Regions from separate parts of the Mus musculus genome. Here regions 2 and 3 are each linked to region 1. The links are chromatin contacts, called in public Hi-C and HiChIP or PLAC-seq maps. All regions are on one chromosome and are shown on one strand. Each heading gives the region's core, a stretch centred on a gene start, on an enhancer-like site or on the middle of the called end of the contact. The rest is flanking DNA. Distances are from core to core; before and after follow the strand shown.

Region 1 (3,977 bases), core at 1,007-3,506:
TCTTCTTATGAGCAATTGATTGTAAAGTGCATGGTTTATGCTCTACAAGGAAATAATGGAGATTGGTGAGAAAGCTCTCATGTTGGTCTTCCTGTGCACAATAACGGCAAGTCAGGATTGGGAAGCTGGACCTGCTCCTTATGAGGGACTATGGTTTCTCACTGAGGGCAGATCAATGGAACCACACGGTACAAGCACATCCAACAATAGCCGGCACTGTGAGGAATGCAGGTGAATGATCACAGAAAGGCACCTCCTGGCAAAGTCCATCAAAGAGTGGGTTGCACGGTGCTGAAGAGCACACAAAGGGTCCAGGATGCCAAGCTCTGTAACCCAGGAGTCATGAGACTGAATCACCACCCGACGCTACAGAAGGGGTGGTGAGCCTCTGCAGTATCTTCCATGTGTGCCTCTCATGTGATCCAGAAATGTATCCACAATGTCTACCTGGTGTTCTTAGTTTTTACTCAAGAAAGTGAAAGCGTATACATCTGAAGACTTGCTCACAAGGACTTGTGGCAGCTTCATTGGCTGTAGTTTAAAATCTGGGCTGAGACAACATCCCCACACTGCAATCTTTGGTCCCTATCTGATGGGCAGATGATGGGACCTTTAAGATGTGGGCCCCATGGAAGGAAATGAGTTCACTGGGGACATGTCCTTGAAGAGAACTTTCCACCATTGATGTTATTCCTCAACACAGGCAACAAGGATAGAGTCAACCACTATTTCCCAAAAGCCAGGCGTGTAACTACAAACACAAACAACCCTTGTTTCTGTTTTTTTTTTTTTTTTTTTTTTTTTTTTTTTTTTAAGTTTCTCTGGTGTTCCTTTACTTGGCAGAAAGTGGACTCACTCAACTTGAGCATCAATTCTGGAACAATCTCAGTTTGTAACACTCTCATCTGTGTGGTGTTAGGTCTGTAGCGGCTGTTCATGTGAGTAGTATGCATTGAAGCTGTTCTCTGAAGGATCAGATTATAAGCTGCCCTTTGCCAGAAGGGGGCAACATACCAGAGAGACCAGTGAGACCTCTAACAGCCCTAAGCATCTCAGACACCTGCTTCTAACACCTTGCTTTCACAGAAGAGCTCGCTGGTGTCCTGAAGCCTCGGAGCTGACGGGAAATCAGTCATTCTGGGCAGCATCCTTAAGCTTTGATCTTTCCAGCAGCAATGTGAATTTTACATATTTTTTTTCCCCCCACCGGCATACTTTGTTAGGTTTTTTTTTTTTTTTTTTTTTTATCACAAAAGACTAAGGCTTAGCCTTTGATAAATTCTCATTTGCAGAGATAAAGTAAAAGGGGGAAAAAGCATTGGGACCTTATAGGAAATGGCAATTTCACCCCAACACCCCCCCCCACCACACACACTCATGCAGTGATAATTTCGAAGTTTAGAAGGGTAACACACACACACACACACACACACACACACACACACATATACACACACACACACACACACACACACACACACACACACACACACACACACACACACACACACACACACACACACACACACACACACACACACACACACACACACACACACACACACACACACACACACACACACACACACACACACACACACACACACACACACACACACACACACACACACACACACACACACACACACACACACACACACACACACACACACACACACACACACACACACACACACACACACACACACACACACACACACACACACACACACACACACACACACACACACACACACACACACACACACACACACACACACACACACACACACACACAGACACACACACACACACACACACACACACACACACACACACACACACACACACACACACACACACACACACATACACACACACGCACACACACACACCTACCCCTTCAAGCATGAAAAAAGCATTTGAATTAAGCCAGGCACACAAAGCAAGAGAATTGTGGAGAGAAGCTCTCTGACAGGCAAGCCTGCTCTTTATTCTCTTGAGCTAATTCTGCCACACGACACACTGGCATCCAGAAAAGTAAGATTCTGACAGGCTAATTTCAGCTTGTGCTTCCAATGAAATGTACATAAGGCACTTGTTACGTCTAGTGACAGTCAGTGTCATTTTCTGTTTAAAAGCAATCCATTTGTGTGGATGCCTAGGAGAGCAGGTGCCCGTTGAGGGAGTAGGAAGGGCGTTTGGGGTCTAGTGAAGGTTTGCACGGCCGCTTGGCTGAGGCAAGGGAAGTGAGGCTCGGCCCGGATCATCAGGCTGGATTATCAGGCTGCTTGGGTTCAAGGACAGAGTCATCAAGTCAAGCTGGTGTCTGTCCATGACTTCCCCCGTCAGCGGTAAGATCTTAGGACCTATAGAACAGACGATCAGGTGGTGATATCGTTTGCTTATCAGTCCAGCTTGCTGCAGCTGCGAAGTAGAAAAGCTAAAAACAAAGTCTCTGAGGACAGACACATCAGAATACGGAAACAGAACACCAAAAAAACAAAACGGAGGCAGGCTAAAGGAGGACACGTGTGACCAGTAGGTGGCGCCATTATACCGCACAGAACCCGGCTTTCTGGCAGAGCTCTACTGGGGAGATTAGAGCCATATACAATTTCCTGTTGGCATTGAAGGTGAAGTCAAGGGTTGATATAAAGAGCTCCATGAGGCTCTGAAAATGCCGCATGCCGGCAGCAACCCAGGCTCACCCTTAAAAGAACTTCAGGAGTGAGGGCGCCAAGGAGGATACTGAGTCATAGCCCCATCGAAATAGTGTCTGATGTCACTGGCGAAAATAGACCCGGAGATCTCTTCTGTTTATCCCGCTGTAAAGAGGTGACATTCATCGGGTGACTAGAGAGTTCATTTAATTATAAAAGACAGAGCCATAATAGAGAAGCAGGATACGACTCCCTTGTCTAAAAGGTGTGGTGGATATTTGGAACCATGTATTTCCTAACCTGTGGTTTACAGCGTCTTTTAAAATTTGCTTTCCAAAGGAAACAGCATTTGGAACAGCAAAGATTGCTCAGGTCAAGACAGTGTGTAATTACAGTGCCAGATGGAGACTATTTCTGCCAACCACGATTCTAATTTCGTCTTTCCCTTTACCCAGTACTAAATTGAGTCTACTTAATAGAGACGCGTACTGCCAAAGCCACCCACAGCCCGTGTCCCATTCTGATTTCCACCTATCTTGTAAGATTTCAGACAAGCTTGAGGTTTAGATTGAACAAAGACAAGCTGAGCTACCATAGGGCTGGCTAATCTACAAAGAGGATCTGGGGGTGGGGTGGGTGCTTAAACAGTACATAGAGTGGGCAGGCACAGTCCTCTGACCAGAAAAGCCTCAGGCAAGGACAGTCTGGCACCCCCCTGTTGTGGATTTAAACTACCATTTCTTTGCACTGACTCTCAACTATCTCAGCAGGGATTTTGCTCAGCAATCTTTGCAGAGCCTGTTTCTTCCCTACATACTGAGTATGAGCAGTGGGTAGGGTTTTATTTCATCCTCCTTCCCCAAAATCACTGTGGTTTCAGGGAACTAGAACAGAACATGGGCCTCAGTGTGGGGCAGCTGTAGAGCAGTGATCTGACCATGGAAGCTAGCTTCGCCACAGGGGTGTACTTTTTGTTTGTAGGGACTAGAAAGTATGGGAATAGGTATGAAAGGAATAGGGCTGGACAGAAGGGAGGAATGGGAGAAATGAGGGGGAGAGGGGTGGAGAAAAGAATAGAGGGGAGGAGAGGATGGGAGGGGAGAAAAGAGGAGGGGAGGAGAAAAGGAGAGGGGGAGGGCAGAGGAGAAGAGGGGAAAAGAGGATAGGGGAAGGAAGAGAAGAAGGGAAGATGAGCGAGGAGGGGGAGGAGAGGAGAGGGGAGGGAAGAGGAGGGAAGGAAAATGGAAAGGGGAGAGGGAGAAAGGAGAGGAGAGGGGAGGGGAAAAGGGAGGGGAATGTAGAGGAGGGGAGTGG
Region 2 (3,977 bases), core at 1,063-3,562, 2.9 Mb after region 1:
ATGTCTTGGTTGTTTCTTTATCCAAGCAAGCTGGCAGTGTGAATCAGCCACCAGGCGTCTGACTTGAGTTTTGTTGTTTCTCTGCGTGGTTATAGGTGTTTAGTTGTGGAAGCAAATGGCCCAGTTTGGCAATTCTTTGGCCTAGGGGATATTCCAAATCAGGAAACAGCATCCAGGTTGTCAGGTTTTTGAAGCTAGGGCATTGCTGTTTGGTATTGACAGAATTGACAGAGCACACAAATTATAAATTGCAGGTATGAATCAGGCAATTGTAACAATCATACATTGAGCTTCTCTTCTGTCAGGTTGGACGAGATCAATAACCACAAACCATTTATCCAAGATAATGCTCTGGCCCAAACCCTGACGGTCTCATTCATAATGCCACAAATAAGCCATCCACCAGGGTGACAACTGTCTCCTCTGTATTGACACCCCTGTCACTTTAGCTTCAGCTGACAAAATATCAGACCTAACTAACTTCTTCATCTGACCTTGGGGTGGAAACTCTGTGTGAGCAGGAACCCCAAAGAAGCCTCCACCTAAAACGTTTTCTATTTAAAGGGCCAATGGCATTCACTTGGGTTGGTTTAATCTGTACTCTGGGGTGTAAGGATTACCAAGCAAGTCAAAGGAAGGAGAGAGAGGCAGCTGGAGGTTCTGGGGCTCCTGGATTTCCAGTGACCTTGTGCAGCAGAGTCTTCCATCCCCATCCGGTGCCCTCAGCTAGGAGCACACAGGTTAAAAGAGCTAACACATATATGTATAACAAAGATGCAGAGACTTGGGTGCAAAGCTCTGTCAACCGCGTCCATCCCCTGGGAAGCTGCGTGTCTCCCCTCCCTAGCTATGATTCCAGCCCAGTGCAAAATGGTAAATTATTTAAAACATTATGAAATCGGGGTGGGCTCGACTCTTTATTTTGTTAATGTAAACAGTCCCTTCAGTGTGAACTATTCGGGTGTCAACAGAGGTCCAGACGTCAAACTATAACCTCAAGACACAGGCTAGCTCCCAGCAAGCAGATAGAAAGCATGAGGAAGGAAGGAGAAAGGGGGGAAAAAAATCTGGGGAGATGGTCCGGCCAGCCAGCCAGCATGTGAGAGTGCTGACTCGGCAAGCATAAGGAGCAGGGCTCAGACTCCCAGTAAGCCCAGGATAGGGGAAGCAGAAACAGGTCCTAGCTCAACAAGAGCTCCCTGTTCAGGGTGGACTCTGCCAAAGCAGAGACAGAAAGAGACAGAGGAAGACACACAATGTCATGCTCTGGCCTCCGTGTATGAGAGCATAACACAGGCATATGTACAGTCATATACATGGACTACATGTCACACACAGCACACACACATACACGAATGCACACAAACACACACACAAGCACACACACACACAGAGAGATGAGGATGGAAGGCTGGGCATGGAGCCAGAGATCTTCAGCTTCATCTGTTATATTTCTATGTGGTTAAAGTAAAAATGGCCTCTATACCAGCATGTGCATGGGCTGGGCAGTGACCATGGAGTAGTTATTACATCACTGTGTGTTTTCTGTGTGTCTGAAATACGTCACTACATACATGCATGTATGCACAGACACCAACATGATTTTAGAGACATGAGAAGGAAAGGAGAGATAGGACAGCAATATGTAATCTCCTCCATATTATTTCCTATACAGGAGGGGCTTTTGTTACACTTAAATCAATACAGAGAAGGAAATTATCCATAACTAAAACAAATGTACATGCATTTGCACTGAGCTTGTTTCTGGAAAGGTTTGGGGGATATTCTATGTTGTTTGTGGGCTAAAAGTGAATTTGTGGGCTAAAAGTGAATTTTAGGTTTTAGCAGTGGGAAACCCTGGATTAAGCATTTCATAGAGAATTGAAGAACTCAGTCCCCCAGGGGCAAAGTGGCCAGTGAACAGCAGTCCCTCTCTGAGTGAAAAAGAGCTTTGCTTAACTTCACAGGGGGACTTAACTGTCCTAGTAGCAGGTAGCGTGTTGCTATAGTAACAGCTCGGTGTGGGGTGAGGAGGAAAATGGGATAAAAAGGGATGTTTTTCCTTCTCTCAGGTTCTTGCCTTAAAAGATCATTTAGAAGTCACCTACCCAGCACTGGATAAACAGAAGTCCTACTTAGCCTTGAGAGAGGAAAGAGCCTCTGTCCCTGAGGCCAGCTGTTCCTGTATGGGTGCGGAGCGGCTGAAACAGAATTAGAAATATTTCACTGGGGGGGTGGGTGGCATTGTCCCTCCACGTGCATACGGCAGGAAAATAGATTGGTAGACTGCATGAAACTCAAATTTAAAGAAACCCAAAGAGCTGACTGCTCCGTGGCTGCCTCCCACAGGAGCCTCCCTCACTCCGGCTTCGTGTTCCCAGAGTGGGAGGGTGGGCGGAAATTAGATAAGGATAAATTGTCTCACTTGTGGAGAGCTTCAATTTGATAGAGAGGGGAGGCCTAATAAATCACAGAGAGAAAAGAGGCTCCATTTGCTTTAAATTTCAACGTACACTTTAGGTTAACAAGGTTAAAAACAGATTGCCCTCAGAACAGGTATGAATCCCTTCCGCGGCTCGGAGGCCCCAAACATCCTGTTTGTCTCCCTGCTTCCAAATAGTCATAGCTGACTCATGCTATGCTGCCCAGCTGGGTTAGCCCCAGGCCCAAACCCTGACTCTCTGTGGCTTTCCTGGCAATCCCCAACTCTCCCCAAGTCTCACCCGCACACGGGGCTTCCCCAGAGGCCCACAGCCCTAGCACACCCTACATTGTTGTCCTCCTATCCCCCGAAATGAAAAAAGAAAAAAAAAATTAAAACGGAGGACATGACCATTGCTCCTAGTTCTGTAGATAGAGAAGGTTTATCATGACATCTGGGACAGTCCAGAGTGAACAGGGCCAGACTGAGCCAGGCCATGTGAGAAGAGGGGAGAGAGGAGAAAGGGAAGATGGGAGAGCCAGGTGACCAGGAGACCAAGAGACCAAACAGGCAAAAGAGTAAAAAGGACCAGCAGAGCCAAAATGGCTGGATTATCTAGGGAAAGCAGCAAGGGGAAGGGCAACCCAGCCCTTAGGCTGTAGGGTTCAGGGTAGGGGGCAGTGGTATATTCCAGTAAGGAGGACCCCATAACAGATAGGGATTGAGGGATGATGGGAGAACCTTGTGACCAGGAGGCTCCTCCCACCTCTACTGTAACATGTGAGGCTCGGAGCAGAGGAAGGAAGCCCCCACAGAAGCTTTGAGTCCTCTGGAGGCTGGCGGCAGGAGTGAAGGCTCATCTTGTCATGGTGCTCAGCTGCCCCAGATACAGGGACACACATTGTACTGCCAGGTACCAGGGCATGTTGGCATCACAGATACTGCACCGTCCAGCTTCACCACACTGCAGCAGGTGCAGATGCCTCACTCTCAGGGTCCTAGTGGACCTCAGAGATGGCAGCCAGTAAACGCTAAGATGCTATGAAGCCCACAAAAAGGCTCACAGAGGTCTTCCATCAGACTTGGAGGAAGGAGGCTCTTCTTTATACCCCCACAGGGGTATGACTTGTAGGGAATGTGCCCTGAGGCCAGCTGCTCTGCCCACACTACCCTGCTTGAATGTTGGACGGTCACTGTCCTTATCAGTGGCCACACAGCCTCCTGGTGGGCATCACAAAGTGTGGACCTGTCTCCCCGTCCTTTCCTGGTTGGTGTAGGCAGAAGCAGGTAGAGACTCAAGTTTGGCAAGATGGAAGGTGGGGTTCAAGAACCCCAGGTTGCTGAAGAATGTATCGGTCTGCGAAGTGAGTGTAGTTACTCTTGCAGCCCAGCGTAAAACTCGGGCAGGTAGAAACAGCGCCAGATATCCTAATTAGTAAGACCATAGACTGAATATACAAAAATGCAAACCAGAGCGAAATGGGGGCTTTTCTCGTAAACTATCACGTCAGCGAAACAGGAACAAGCCCACTAAACTGATAGCTTACACATATCT
Region 3 (3,977 bases), core at 609-3,108, 2.6 Mb after region 1:
TAAAGTGAATGAACTGGGTCCCCGAGACTAGCCAGTGTCTGGCTTTGCTGTAGCCTGGGAGCACAGTCACAGCAGGCTTTGGTAACTTTGTCAGGATTTCCCAGGCTGCTTTTCTTTGATCTCTTTAATGTGCTAGATACCATTAGGAGTCTGTGGGCAAAGCAAGAACAGAGACCGCATTTATGCTGCAGACAGCAGACACATGCCTATGATTGACATTTGATATCCCATGATTATTGCGGTCTTACAATAGTCAGAATGAACCTAAGTCCCCATGGATGGATGTTTAAAGTGGGGGAAATGTGCTCCATATACACAACAGGAAACTATGTTTAAATAGTTTAGACATAGGAAGCAGTGGCCCTGTAATTTATAGGAACACAGGTAACCTTGGAGAGATAATCCAGGCATAGCAAAGGAAATACTGCGAGGGCTCACTTAAACATGTGGACTCTGTAAAAAGACATGCTCATCTGGAGAAGCAGGGCAACCAGAGGGTAAGGATCAGAGCACATATGACATGTGAATTAGACAGGAATAATAACTTCAAGAGCTCTGTCATATAACATGGTGACTATACTTACTAAAAATAGGACATGCTGGAAGGCTGGTAAGGGAACAGATTTTAAGTCTCTTTGCCATAAATGGAGATAAAAACTACGGTAGGTCATGAATATGCTAATTAACTTGATTCAGCAGTTCCACAGTATCTACACAGCTCAAAATGTCATATTGCATATCATCATAAACTGATACTATTTTTATTTACCGACCTTAAACATAACAAAAGAGAATATGTATAATAAATACTTCTTAAAAGATGAAAGTAATAGAAGAAAATGGCTTGGTTCAAGAGTCAGTGTCCCCATGAGACTTTGCCGCTAGTAAGATAAAGACACTGCCGTGGTACAAATGAGTCTGTGGACAGATGTCATGCCTTGATCTCAATAAACCTAGAGACAAGAACAGGTTCCTACAACTCACGTAGGAATGACTCTTTGTGACCCTAGAAGACGAGGTAAGGAACAGCAGCCTGCCCCCATGGCTGTGAAGGGCAACGAGGAGCTTGTGATGGCAGTCAACAGATTACCAGCATAGTCAAAGCAGGTCCCTCCATTCTCATGCTCCTTACCTAGTGCTGGCCCATTGGGGGAACCCCTTTTCCTTATTCTAAAGCACCTTGAAAACAATGTTGTTTGCATGTTGCTCTTGAGATAACTGGCCCCCTTTCCATTGCATCATAATGATAAGATGTGAGAAGAGTTGCAGGGGTGTTAAGGGCCCTCCTCTTTCTGGAGCTGGGGAGTTATTATTTCAGATGGAAACAGTTCAGCCACAGAACATCCATTAGTCAGGCTGCCAGCGTGTTGTGGCCACAATATCCATGTGGTAACCATCCCAACTTACTTCTTGTCCGCAGACCCCTCCTCATAAGCTGCATGCATCAGGCCTACACCCTGCTGCAGGCTGCATTCCCATCTCGGTGGGTGTGATGCTCAACCTTGATTATCAGATTGATGTAATTTAGCGTCACTATGGAAACAAACCTCTGGGCACGTCTTGATTGGACTAATTGAGGTAGGAAAACGCATCCTTGGTGTGAAGAGAATCCTAATCCTTCCATGGTGGAGGATGGAGGACATCCCAAGATGGATGAAAAGGAAAAGCTGGCTGAGGACCAACATTTATCACTCCCTGCATCCTGAGTATATAATGTAACTGGATGCCCCATGTTCCTGCCACCACTCTGGCTCCACCAGGATGGACTGCCCCTCCAACTGTGATCCAAGAGAACCCTTCCTTGCTTAAGGATTTTTTTGTCAGAGCATCACCGAAAGCAGCTCACTGCGTGAGTCATATCACTGCACTCCAAGTGAAAGCAAGGTGGCACTCTGCCACTCACACAGGCTCACGAGAGGGGTTGCAGGTGAGAGTGGAGCAGAAGTCTTCCCGTTTGGAGTGTCCTCTTCCAGTCATGCATCCCAGCATGACTTTCTCTTCCCACCCTGCTCCACGCATCCATCCCTACATGCCTCTGTGTTTAATGGATGCTGTCAGAAAGGCTACCAAGCAAATATGTTTAGTGTCTTTGGGAATGGAAGTTATGAGTTAAGGCTTCTGCCAGATTCAATCTTGGTCTGGGCATGATTGGAAAATGTGTGTTGTGGCCATCTGTCTAGAACTGACTGGGTGGAACGCTGAGACTTGCCACATCTGAGACAGGGTGGCAATCACATTTCATGGAAGAAAAATGGCAGTGAGCAAAACATGGGTGCAGACACCCACAAATTGAACTGTTAGGAGCCTTCACTCTCGAATTTGTACAGTAATGGGTTTTCCGCAAGAATGAACAGAATTGCCTTAGTTTTCCCCCTGCACTCTCAGTGTGTGCAAGTCTTCATTTATTTAAATACATGCATATGCCGTGTGTTCTCCACAGCCTCACCCACATTTGCCTTATCTAAACAGAGTCAATTTTTAGATTTTCATTTTCCAAGTTAAAAATCTTATTTTAATTTGGTTTTCTCTTCTTTTGAACTCCACTTGAAATATGATTTTTGCTACCATTTAACACATTTCCATTGATTTTTCTCTTAACTCCTTGTATTGAGTTTCAGAGCGGTGCCACAGGTCACTCAGCACCACCATGTTTTGAAGTAGACACCATGACAATGATAACAACTTTGGTTTCAGGTGCCTCCTCGCTCATAGATCACCAGAAAGCGTTTACATCAATCAATTGGCTCACACTTTACCCAGAGTGCTCTGGGGAGCAGAGCCTTAGGCTAGAATGAATAGTGCTGACACTGTTTGGGAACTGAAAGCCCAGGGTGGCTAGGGTGAAAAATAAAGAGGAATTAAAGCCAGAAGAAATGATAAGCAATCTGCTGCATTCCTGCAGGCTGCAGCTTGGGGGGCGGGGGTGGGAATGAAAGAAGCACAGCTGTCCTCTTAGCAGGGCATTTGTGTGGCACGCATTGAGGGGAATGTGCAAAGGAAAAGACTCCACTAGGTTCCCTTCTTGGAAAGGAGCTATCCTTGCTGTCTGGTAACTATGTGCTCCTGGGAGATTGACACCCCACATGCCAGGCAGGAGCACCCAAGTTTTTTGCAAAGGCTACAGAGACAAAATCCCACTGAGCCTATGACAGTTCACTCAAGCTTGCAAGGCAGACAAGAGGACAGACAGTCCCTGCTGGACTGCACATAGAGGACAACAGAAACCATGCCACCCAAGTCTAGCTTGTTGAAGCAAAGCATGTATTGGGGTTCCTTACGGAAATGAGAAGAATGAGTGGGTCCTCATGGGAGTAAGCGTTGGCTATTACTTATAGAAGCTTGGTAAGGAGTTCGTCACAGCAGCCTGGGTGTGAGGAGTGGGGAGGGGGAAGAGTGTTTCCTCACAGCCCTGGGTGGTGGGCTCCTCACTGCAGTGTGGAGCTTTGCCATCACACACTCACTGTAGTGCTGCTGCAGGTCTCTGTTCTTTGAGCATATGCAGGACTACTGGTAGATTCTATTTCAAGTAACTGCAGTTGGGAAAAGAAAAGGTGCATGTAGTATGTTCGGGTCTGTGTACATCATGATATTGCATAAGCTCTTACCCAAAATGAGGCTCCATCTGTCAAGGAGTTCATGAGAATCCCATCCTCTGTGACTTACACATCTGAAGACTAGAGGAACTGCACACACACACAGGAAGAAAAGAAAGAATGATATAAAGCCAAAGTAAGTATCCAATTTCCAGCCCTTAAATACACACAATGACTCACAATGATTTGACGAATGTCACTCAGCACCAGGCATATGTGGGAGGGCAGAAGCAGCAGTTTGACTACCGGGGAACCAGACATCTCTCTGTGTGCGGTATTCTATTAATTATTTTACTAACATTATGATAAGTACATGTTCCCAAAGCATTTATAATTCAGAAGTTTATTTCAATGTTTCCTTCAGTGTAGATTCTCAAACACTCC

Evidence for each region. Hi-C and Micro-C count contacts between places; a contact is called where the count stands out from the background. HiChIP or PLAC-seq counts read pairs in DNA pulled down with a chosen protein or histone mark.
Region 2: a contact with region 1 is called in an H3K27ac HiChIP or PLAC-seq map of SST interneurons, with 13 times the contacts expected there. The contact joins two enhancer-like sites. A contact is called at or near these places in 3 of 115 datasets of contacts at active chromatin or transcription factors (SST interneurons, astrocytes and stem cell-derived neural progenitor cells).
Region 3: a Hi-C map of cortical neurons shows a contact between it and region 1, with 5 times the contacts expected there. The contact joins two enhancer-like sites. A contact is called at or near these places in 8 of 484 Hi-C or Micro-C datasets (brain, cardiomyocytes, cerebellar granule neurons and 4 more) and 2 of 115 datasets of contacts at active chromatin or transcription factors (astrocytes and oligodendrocyte precursor cells).

What each region holds. Positions count from the first base shown.
Region 1 is chr17:9,029,370-9,033,346 of GRCm38.p6, forward strand. No RefSeq gene overlaps it. Among named protein-coding and RNA genes, the nearest start is that of 1700010I14Rik, 43 kb to the left of the region's middle. Within about 2 kb of position 2,257, at least 64 of the 459 cell types and tissues checked have an H3K27ac peak or open chromatin away from gene starts, as enhancers often do. A contact at or near this core is called in SST interneurons, brain, cerebral cortex and 1 more, where this site is marked.
Region 2 is chr17:11,947,744-11,951,720 of GRCm38.p6, forward strand. All of the region lies in intron 9 of Prkn (parkin RBR E3 ubiquitin protein ligase), which reads left to right. Among named protein-coding and RNA genes, the nearest start is that of D17Ertd648e, 67 kb to the left of the region's middle. Within about 2 kb of position 2,313, at least 28 of the 459 cell types and tissues checked have an H3K27ac peak or open chromatin away from gene starts, as enhancers often do. A contact at or near this core is called in SST interneurons, where this site is marked.
Region 3 is chr17:11,617,188-11,621,164 of GRCm38.p6, forward strand. The region is part of intron 6 of Prkn (parkin RBR E3 ubiquitin protein ligase); the gene reads left to right. Among named protein-coding and RNA genes, the nearest start is that of Gm41525, 46 kb to the right of the region's middle. Within about 2 kb of position 1,859, at least 16 of the 459 cell types and tissues checked have an H3K27ac peak or open chromatin away from gene starts, as enhancers often do. A contact at or near this core is called in brain, cerebral cortex and cortical neurons, where this site is marked.